Regions from separate parts of the Hordeum vulgare genome. Here region 1 is linked to region 2. A link is a contact called in public Hi-C data. All regions are on one chromosome and are shown on one strand. The core of a region is the stretch at or near the end of the contact, and the rest is flanking DNA. Distances in the headings are between cores, read along the strand shown.

Region 1 (4,315 bases), core at 745-3,244, 120 kb before region 2:
AAACTCCATATACATTTAGCATTTTTCAAATGCTTTATCAACATTTTTCAAATGCAAGATTAATTTTTTAATTCATGATTATTTTTTTCTGTACATATTTAATATTTTCCAAAATGCTTGATTATCTTTTTTTGAAATCTTGTTTAATATTTATTCCAATGTTTGATAAACATTTTAATACATAAATAAAAAACATCACTATTTTTCTAATGCATGGTAAACATTATTTCAATACACATTTTAAATTTCCCAAATGCTTTAGTATCAATTTGTTAAATTGTGTTCAATATGTTTTCAAATGCTTGATTAACATTTTTAGATACAAGATTAATATTTCTTGAATACATGGTCAACATTTTCTATATACACACTTTAAAAAAATTGAAATTCTTGATTAACAATTTCATATACAGGATTAACATTTTTTAATATAAATTCCATGCACATTTAATATTTGTCAAAAGATTTATCAATATTTTTCAAATTCAAGAATAACGTTTTTGAATGCACGGTCAAATTTGTTTCTATACAATGGTAAAAATTCATTATATTTCTAATGTATGAGCAACATTTTTTATATACATATATAAATTTCCCAAGTGCTAGATTATCGTTTTTTAAATATTGTTCAATATTATTTTAAATTCTTGATTAACATTTTCTTGAATACATGGTCAACCTTTTTCATATACACACTTTGAAAAAAAACAAATGCTTGATTAACATTTTCATATACAAGATTAAAAAAATTTCATAGAAATTCCATGCATATTTAACATTTTTTAAATGCTTCATCAAAATTTCAGAAATGCAAGATTAACATTTTTTAATGCATGGCCAAGATTTCTTTATACATATTTTTTCTATAGAGTGGTAAAGTAATTCATTATTTTTCAAAAGTATGGTCACATTTTTCATATATACATTTTAAATTTTGCAAGTGCTAGATTATTAATTTTGAAATTTTGTTTAATATATTTTCAAATGCTTGATTAATTTGATAGGAAAGTCATTATTTTTTAATGCATGGTCATAATTTTTCATTTTTCTAATTGTTTGGTTAACATTTTTGAAATACTTGTTCAACAGTTTTTCAAATTCTTGATTATATATATATATATATATATATATAACCAAAAAATTTCATAACAATTTAATACACGGTCAACAATGTTTTACACATTTTTTAAAATGCATAATTAACATTTTTCAAAATATTATATAAACTATATTCTCCCTTTCCTAAATATAAGTCTTTTTACATGTTCCAACCATTGTGCATGGCCAATTTTTTATACACTTTTAAATTTCCCCAAATGCTTGATTATCATTTTTGAAATCTTATTTAATATTGTTTCAAATGTCCGGTTAACATTTTTATATACAATGATATAAAGAATCATTATTTTTCTAATGCATGCAACCTTTTTTTTCTATACAGATTTTAAATTTCCCAAGTGCTTGCTTATCAATTTTGAAATCTTGTTCAATATTTTTCAGATACTTGATTAACATTTGCTATATACAATGATTAAAAAATAATTATTTCCTAATGCATGGTCATAATTTTTTATATACATATTTAACATTTTGCAAATGCTTGGTTCACAATTTTTAAATGCTTCTTCAACATTTTTCAAATTCTTGTTTTTAATATATATACATGATCAAAATAATTCATCACTTTTTAATGCAGAGTCAACTTTTTTATATACATATTTAATATTTTATAAATGCATAATTAACATTTTTTTAACATTATATAAAGTATAGTTTCTGAAATGTTGGTTTGGTATATTTGAAAGTGTAAATAAAAGTAAAAGAATGTGTAAAATATGAAATAAAAACGTGAAAAGGGAGGAAATGAGGCAGTGTTCTCCCTATATTCGGCCGGCCCATATGCAAGAAGTCGAACGAACTATACTAAACCAAACTGGGGCAAACAGGCAATATAAATGGGGACCTCCTATATGGCGCTGCAGCCGCCCGTTTGCCCTCCGGGCGCCTGCAGCGCCCCACCTTGGGCCAGCCCATCAAACAGCTCGGTACTCCTGCAGGTCCAGAATAATTTCATTGATTTTTGGAAAATAAAGTACACCGATTTTTGCAAACTAAGTTCTTTAAATTGAAAAAATGTTGACAGATTTTAACTATAATAGTAATCAAATTTCTAGAATGTTTATCACATTTTATAAAGGTACATTAATTTTTATAAAAATTTCAGTGATTTTGAAAAATGTTCATCAAATTTGAAAAAAAAGTTAATCCGTGTTCAAAAAAGTTCAACATATTTGAAAAAGGTTTGTCAAAATTTTAAAAAGTTTATCAAATTTGGAAACATTTCGTCAAAGGTTAAAAAAAGTTCACCAAATTAAAAAACAATTCATTAATTTTGAAAAACAAATATTGATTTTGGAAAAAGTTCATCCAACGTGATAAAAGTTCACAAAATTTTAAAAAATATCTACAGGTTTATGGATTTCAAAAGAAATAATCAAATTTGATAAAAGTTCATCATTTTTGAAAAAAGTTCATCGTATTTGAAAAAAAGTTCACAGATGTTGAAAAAATGTTCATCGATTATTTTCTGAAAAAATCACTAAATTTGAAAAAAGTTCATCAAAGTTGAAACAACTCATAAACTTTGGAAAAAGTTCATCATAATATATCAAAAAAAGTAAGAATGAGAAAAATAAAATCAAAAAAAAAAGAAAAAAAGAAAAGATAAACTGAGCAGAATTATTGGAAAAGAGAATAAGTAATAAAATGTAAATAAGCTAATCAACCACATCTTAGTACGTGGCCGGATGTCCCTGGTTCGAATCCCATCTACTCTATAATTTTTGGAGTATTAAAAGACACAGTGTAATGGGCCGGGCCATCACAGGTGCTGCAGGCGCCAGTTTACAAAAATGCACACAAACGGACGCATGCAGCGCTAAATAAGAAACACCATCTAAATGTGTACCATGGTGTGGGCTTAGAACTGAAAGCGCCATGCGGGACGAAAAATTCAGCACATGTATTAGTCCCACCTCGTTTGCTTAGTGGAGTTGAACTCGAGCTGATGGCTACTTATAGGACATCAGTTGCGCATTAGATGTCACGAAGCTAGTTGAATGGGGAACACAGAAAGAACTATTCTTCCCCTTTTACTAAAGAAGTAGTTAAATACCCGTACAATAAACTTATCTACCGGGACATTGATTAAACCATCATTGTAACTCCAAGAATAAGATCTCAAAAACATCGCCTTACACATGATTGCCCTATACATGCAATCACCTCATGTAATTCAAGCTTCTTTAACTGTTCACATGTAATTTCACTTGTGCATGGAAAATATTCATAGAATACTCCAAAACAATAAGATCTCACTTTGACTTCAAATGTGTTTCGAGTAAAACTATTGACATCGTATGCAAGTAAAAAATAAATCTAATTCTCGTAGATATATATTCCTTGATGATCTCCTTGACTATTTCACAATTGCTTCCATTTTGGTCAAACAATCTGCGAACATAAACAATAACCACAAATGCACTTTGAGTTCCCCCGTCCGAACACAAAGCACGCCACTTGACACTTCTTCTCTCTTCACTTTCTTCATTCTCTTTTTGTTTTCTGTTTGTCTCACTTGTCAACCCGTTGTTCCTAGGAATGTGCATTTAAAAAGAGAAAATTCTTGTGTTAGATACTCCTTGTATCTCAATAATTGAGTATGCTAGACTTCCATAGATTTGGCGTTGGCATGTGGGGAAATAATGTTTTTGACTCAACAAGCTGATTATGATGTGTTTTTTTGTTGGACAGAACTCGTTTACTTCTCTATTAGAAAACAGAAGAAAGATATTATTCTAGCAACATGCACTTAGTATAGTACCCTACATTGAGTCCCTTCACACCATGATCTCTCTAGATAGAAGAGATGGCATGGATCATTTGCATCTATAGCACTTGGTGCTTATGACTTGTTGGAGCCTTGGACATGCATTCGTTGTTTCATAACTTCACAAGGCACATCACATAAATAAAAGATGCAAGTGTATTTACTGGAATAAGCTTGAAAAAGCTTGTGCTGTGTCAAGGAATCAACACATTATTGTAATGAAAAAGCAAATCTTATCGGTACACATTACATGAGTGACAAAATAGATACTAGAAAAAATTGAATATACAAAAAACCCATACATTATGTGGCACTAAAAATAAAGATGAATAACTTAGTGAGAACTCCATGTTGTCACCATGTACAAAAATCCATTTGGGCTCCAAATCCTAGTAACACACTGAGAGCTAGTCTAAATTTTACCTC
Region 2 (4,241 bases), core at 1,169-3,668:
TTGATAATTTTCAACAATAGTTCAAAACTTCAAAGAAACTGGAATTTGCTTAGAATTTAAAAAATGATTGGGAATTCTAAAAAGTTCTCGTTCTTCAAAATTGTTCATTTTTAAAGTTAATGCGCACAAAACTTCCTCACCAATTCAACAACCGTTTTATTTAAAACTATCAATATTTTTCAAAAAAGTTTGCATTTTTATAAAAAATGTTCGCTATTGTGTTGCTAGAGGGAAAAATAATTGTTACAATGCTGCTACTCGAAAAATCTGAGCCCTACAAATGTTGCGAGACGAAAAAAAGATGGAGACTGCTACACGTCCACCGAACGATGTATGCGATACATCCGTCACCTCGAGGTGGTTAGATCTACACGCGGACAACGTTGGATCGTTCTCGTGCCACGCGCGCTTGCCTCATTAATACCTGCAACCACGACTAATAGTAGAGATTATGCTCCAGATTCCTGCAACAATGACTTTGTTGCAGAAACATTTATAATAGAGATTGTGTTGTAGAATTTTTGTGCAACAAAGGTTGTGTTGCAGAATTTTTTTTGCAACACGGGTTGTGTTGTAGATTATTTTTTTCTTCAAAAAGGTATTGTTGCAGATTATTTCTTCAAACAGAGTTATCGATGGATGACAACATTAGTGATGTTGCAGAATCTATCTTGCAACACGGAGGATGTTGCAAGAAAAAACCATCGCTTGTGAAGGAGTAACAGCGCCGCGTCGCCGGCAAGCACCGGAACTACGAAGCCTGCCGTCAACCCCGCCGGACATTGCCGAGACGAGCCGCTCACATTCCTGCACGTCCCCGCCTCCTGCCCACATGTCATCTCCTCGGATCCGACGAGATCTAGCTGGAATCCTTCTCTCGATCATCGCAATTACATCCCGAGAGGCGGCTGGTGATGACTGGGAACTTCATGGAGGAGATCAATGGGGTCATGCCAAGCTCAGGCGCTCTGCTGCAGCCAACGGCCCTGCATCGACCAATGATCGTGGTGGTGACACCGGATGGCATGGCGAGCTATGACACCTCATGTAGTGCAAGCAACCTCTTCTTGAGCATGTCGCCGATTCCCCATGACCGGAACGGGAGATGACGGAGAGAGATCGGAGAGAAAACAGGATTAGTTTTGGATAAGCAACGAGCGACTCGGCTCATATAAGGTAGAAAGATGTAGTGTGGTGCGTGGGCCCATAAAGAACACGTGTTCTGCACAGAGGCGACGGACGTCTAGCACTGAATCGGTCGGCTATCCAGGCTCATTTCCCAAAAAAGATCGCTATAATCAAAATCCATGTCTCGTATGGTCGTACTCGTCGACTCATGAATTTGAAAATTGTTCACAATTTGAAAACAATCGCGGTTTCAAAAGTTGTTCAGAATCCGAAAAATGTTGACATTTTTAACAATTCTGTTCACGAATTTGAAATTTGTTCCTATTTAAAAATTTATTCAAAATTCAAAAAATCTTTGCTTTTCCAAAAAGCTTTGATTTTCGAAAAACGTTCAAATTATTTTAATTTTTTGACGAATTTGAATTTTGTTCATGATTCGAAAAATGTTCGTGGTTTCAATTTTTTTCAACAATTGTATAATCTTATTCAAGAAATTGAAATTTGTCCTTGTTTCGAAATTTGTTCGTGGTTTAATGAAGAATGTTTGCAATTTATTCATGTTTCAAATTTTGAGAGAAACTCAAAAAATGTCTCCAGTTTCAAGATTTGTTCGTAGATTCAAAATATTTTCACAGTTTTATAATTTTGTTCACAAATTTGAAATTCATTCATGATTTTTTTTAGAAAAACTGTATTTTCAAGAATTGTTCACATTTGAAAATATGTTCAGAAATTTGAAAAATGTTCTGGATTTTGTTCACATTTACAAAAATTGTCCAAAATTTTCAAATTTTGTTCACTGTTTGAAAAAAAATTCACAATTTAAAAAACTATTCCTGTTTTTCTAAATTTGTCCATGAATTCTATAAAATATTTGGAGTCTATAAAATGTTTTATAAAATACTTTTTGGAAGTTCCATGAACTGTTTTTTCTTTGCTTTAAAGGTTTTTAAAATATCGAATGTTTTTTTTAAAATTTGTTCTTATTTAAAAAATGTTCTAACTTTGTTCATATTTCTAAAAAATGTTCTGGTTTTCAAAAAGTGTTCTGGTTTTCAAAAAAGGTTCAAACTTCGTTCATATTTTCAGAAAATTTTCTGGTTCAACAAAATGTTTTTCAAATCTGAAAAACCTTTTCGTTCAAATATGAAAAGAAAAGGCAAAGCGAAAGAAAAACGAACAAAAAAATAGAAAAGAAAGGAAATAAGCAGAAAAAGAAAAAACAGAAAAATATATATATATTGAATATGTTTGAACAAATAAAAAGCTGGGCCGGCCCAGTTGGTACGAGTCCCTATGCGTTGCAGCCGTTGTCTGCCGCAATGAATGGTAGGTAAGAGCTCCCCACGAACTATCATCTCCTCGCCGGCAAAAAGGATTCCTAGTTAGTGGGCTATGATCACATTGGTAATGAACCAGTAGTCCTGTAGGTTGGACCAACTTAAGTCGAGTAGAGCTGAGTTTTCACGGTTTCTTCTCCGTTTCTTTTCCAACTTTTTTGTTTCGTTTTGTTTTTACTAGCAAAATAGCCCGTGCGTTGCAACGGAAGAAAAAAATACCACACGCTTTTAATCTTCTTATAATTATTTTAATTTATTAAAATAATAAACTAACTAACTAATGTAGTTAGTCATATCCTATTTTGTTGAAAAATCAACCCGTCCATTGTTAATTTCACCATAATGAGAAATTGAAGCGTGGGTTGAATAACAAAAATTACAGAGGCTTTTTTATAAAAATGATGTGGTGGGTTTTCCGACGGAAGCAATAGCCGCTTTATTATTAGGTATAGATTTTTTCATGCTTTTTTCACCCTTTCATTGGTTTCTATTTTTTAAGTTTTCTCTATTACTTTTTTAGTTCTCACAGGATTTTCTTTGTTTTTTGTTTGGTTTTCTTTTTTATTCTCCATTATTTGTATGGTTTTCTTTTTTCTTCCACATTTTTTGTTTTATTTTATATTTTATTATGTTTATTTTTCTTTTCACTTTAAATTTTCTTATATGTCGTAAAAAATCTTAATAAGTGATCAACATTTTTTATATCACGTTCAACATTGTCCGAACACGTATTCAATATTTTAATATTTATTCAACATTCTAGAAACATGTTTAACATATTTCAAATAGTCGTTCAACATTTTCAAATAATTATTCATCATTTTCCAATACTTATTCAACATTTACAAATACTTGTTCGAAATTCTAAAAATTCTAGTTCAACATTTTTATATACATGATCTACATTTTTTCAAATACTTGTTCAACATTTATAAAATACTTGTTCAATATGTTTCAAGTACTTGTTCAACATTCATTTCCAAATTCTTGATTAACATTTTTATATACAAAATCAATCTTTAAAATAATACTTTTTCAACATTTTTCAAATACCTATTCAATAGTTTTCACACACTTGTTCAACATTTTCTAAATTATTGTTTAACATTTTTCAAATGTTTCAATAGAGTGTTTTTTGTAGTATATACATTTAAAATATCAAAAGTATAAACAAAAGTAAAAAAACACCGAAACAAAAACACATAGAAAAAAGGAGGCTATGGTCTCCCGTGCTAGTGGGCTGGCCAATATGTGTCCCCCCCCTTCGGCCAAGGGTTCCTCCCCTCTCGCTGAAGGTGAGACATTGGGGACCCCACCTACAGCAGGGCACATGAGAACTCCTGAGCTAGAATAGGCTTTTACCTAGCTGATGTGGTGATTATTTTTCGCTTTAAGCTTATCTTTCACTCAAGGTTTCCCTCTTTTCGCTTCGTATTGGGACGGTCCATTTACACATGCAGAAAGTGATAAAAATAGAAACATAAAGGGTGATGCTAGGTGTCGACAGGCTGGCCCAGTAGTTCGGCCGGTCTAGTTCTAGCCGCCCGATAAGTTTCTAAATACTCGTTGGATCTAAGTCTAACCCAATCGTTTTCTTTCTAAAAAAAATCACCTTGTTCAACCTCGCGACACAGATTTAAAAGAGCACGTGTAGACACAAAAAGATGGAAGTGCCTCCGCTCGCGTTGGCCCGCCATCTTCGTCGCCGCTCACCAGCGTCCGTGCCCTGGTTCCGAGCATGGCTCGTGCCGGGTTGTAGCGCCCCTCGGTTCG

Evidence for each region. Hi-C and Micro-C count contacts between places; a contact is called where the count stands out from the background.
Region 1: a Hi-C map of leaf shows a contact between it and region 2, with 7 times the contacts expected there. The contact joins two enhancer-like sites. A contact is called at or near these places in 3 of 6 Hi-C or Micro-C datasets (leaf and seedling).

What each region holds. Positions count from the first base shown.
Region 1 is chr6H:107,326,505-107,330,819 of MorexV3_pseudomolecules_assembly, reverse strand. No RefSeq gene overlaps it. Among protein-coding and RNA genes, the nearest start is that of LOC123401101, 54 kb to the right of the region's middle. Within about 2 kb of position 1,994, at least 3 of the 3 cell types and tissues checked have open chromatin away from gene starts, as enhancers often do. A contact at or near this core is called in leaf, where this site is marked.
Region 2 is chr6H:107,204,283-107,208,523 of MorexV3_pseudomolecules_assembly, reverse strand. No RefSeq gene overlaps it. Among protein-coding and RNA genes, the nearest start is that of LOC123401881, 9.4 kb to the right of the region's middle. Within about 2 kb of position 2,418, at least 1 of the 3 cell types and tissues checked has open chromatin away from gene starts, as enhancers often do. A contact at or near this core is called in leaf, where this site is marked.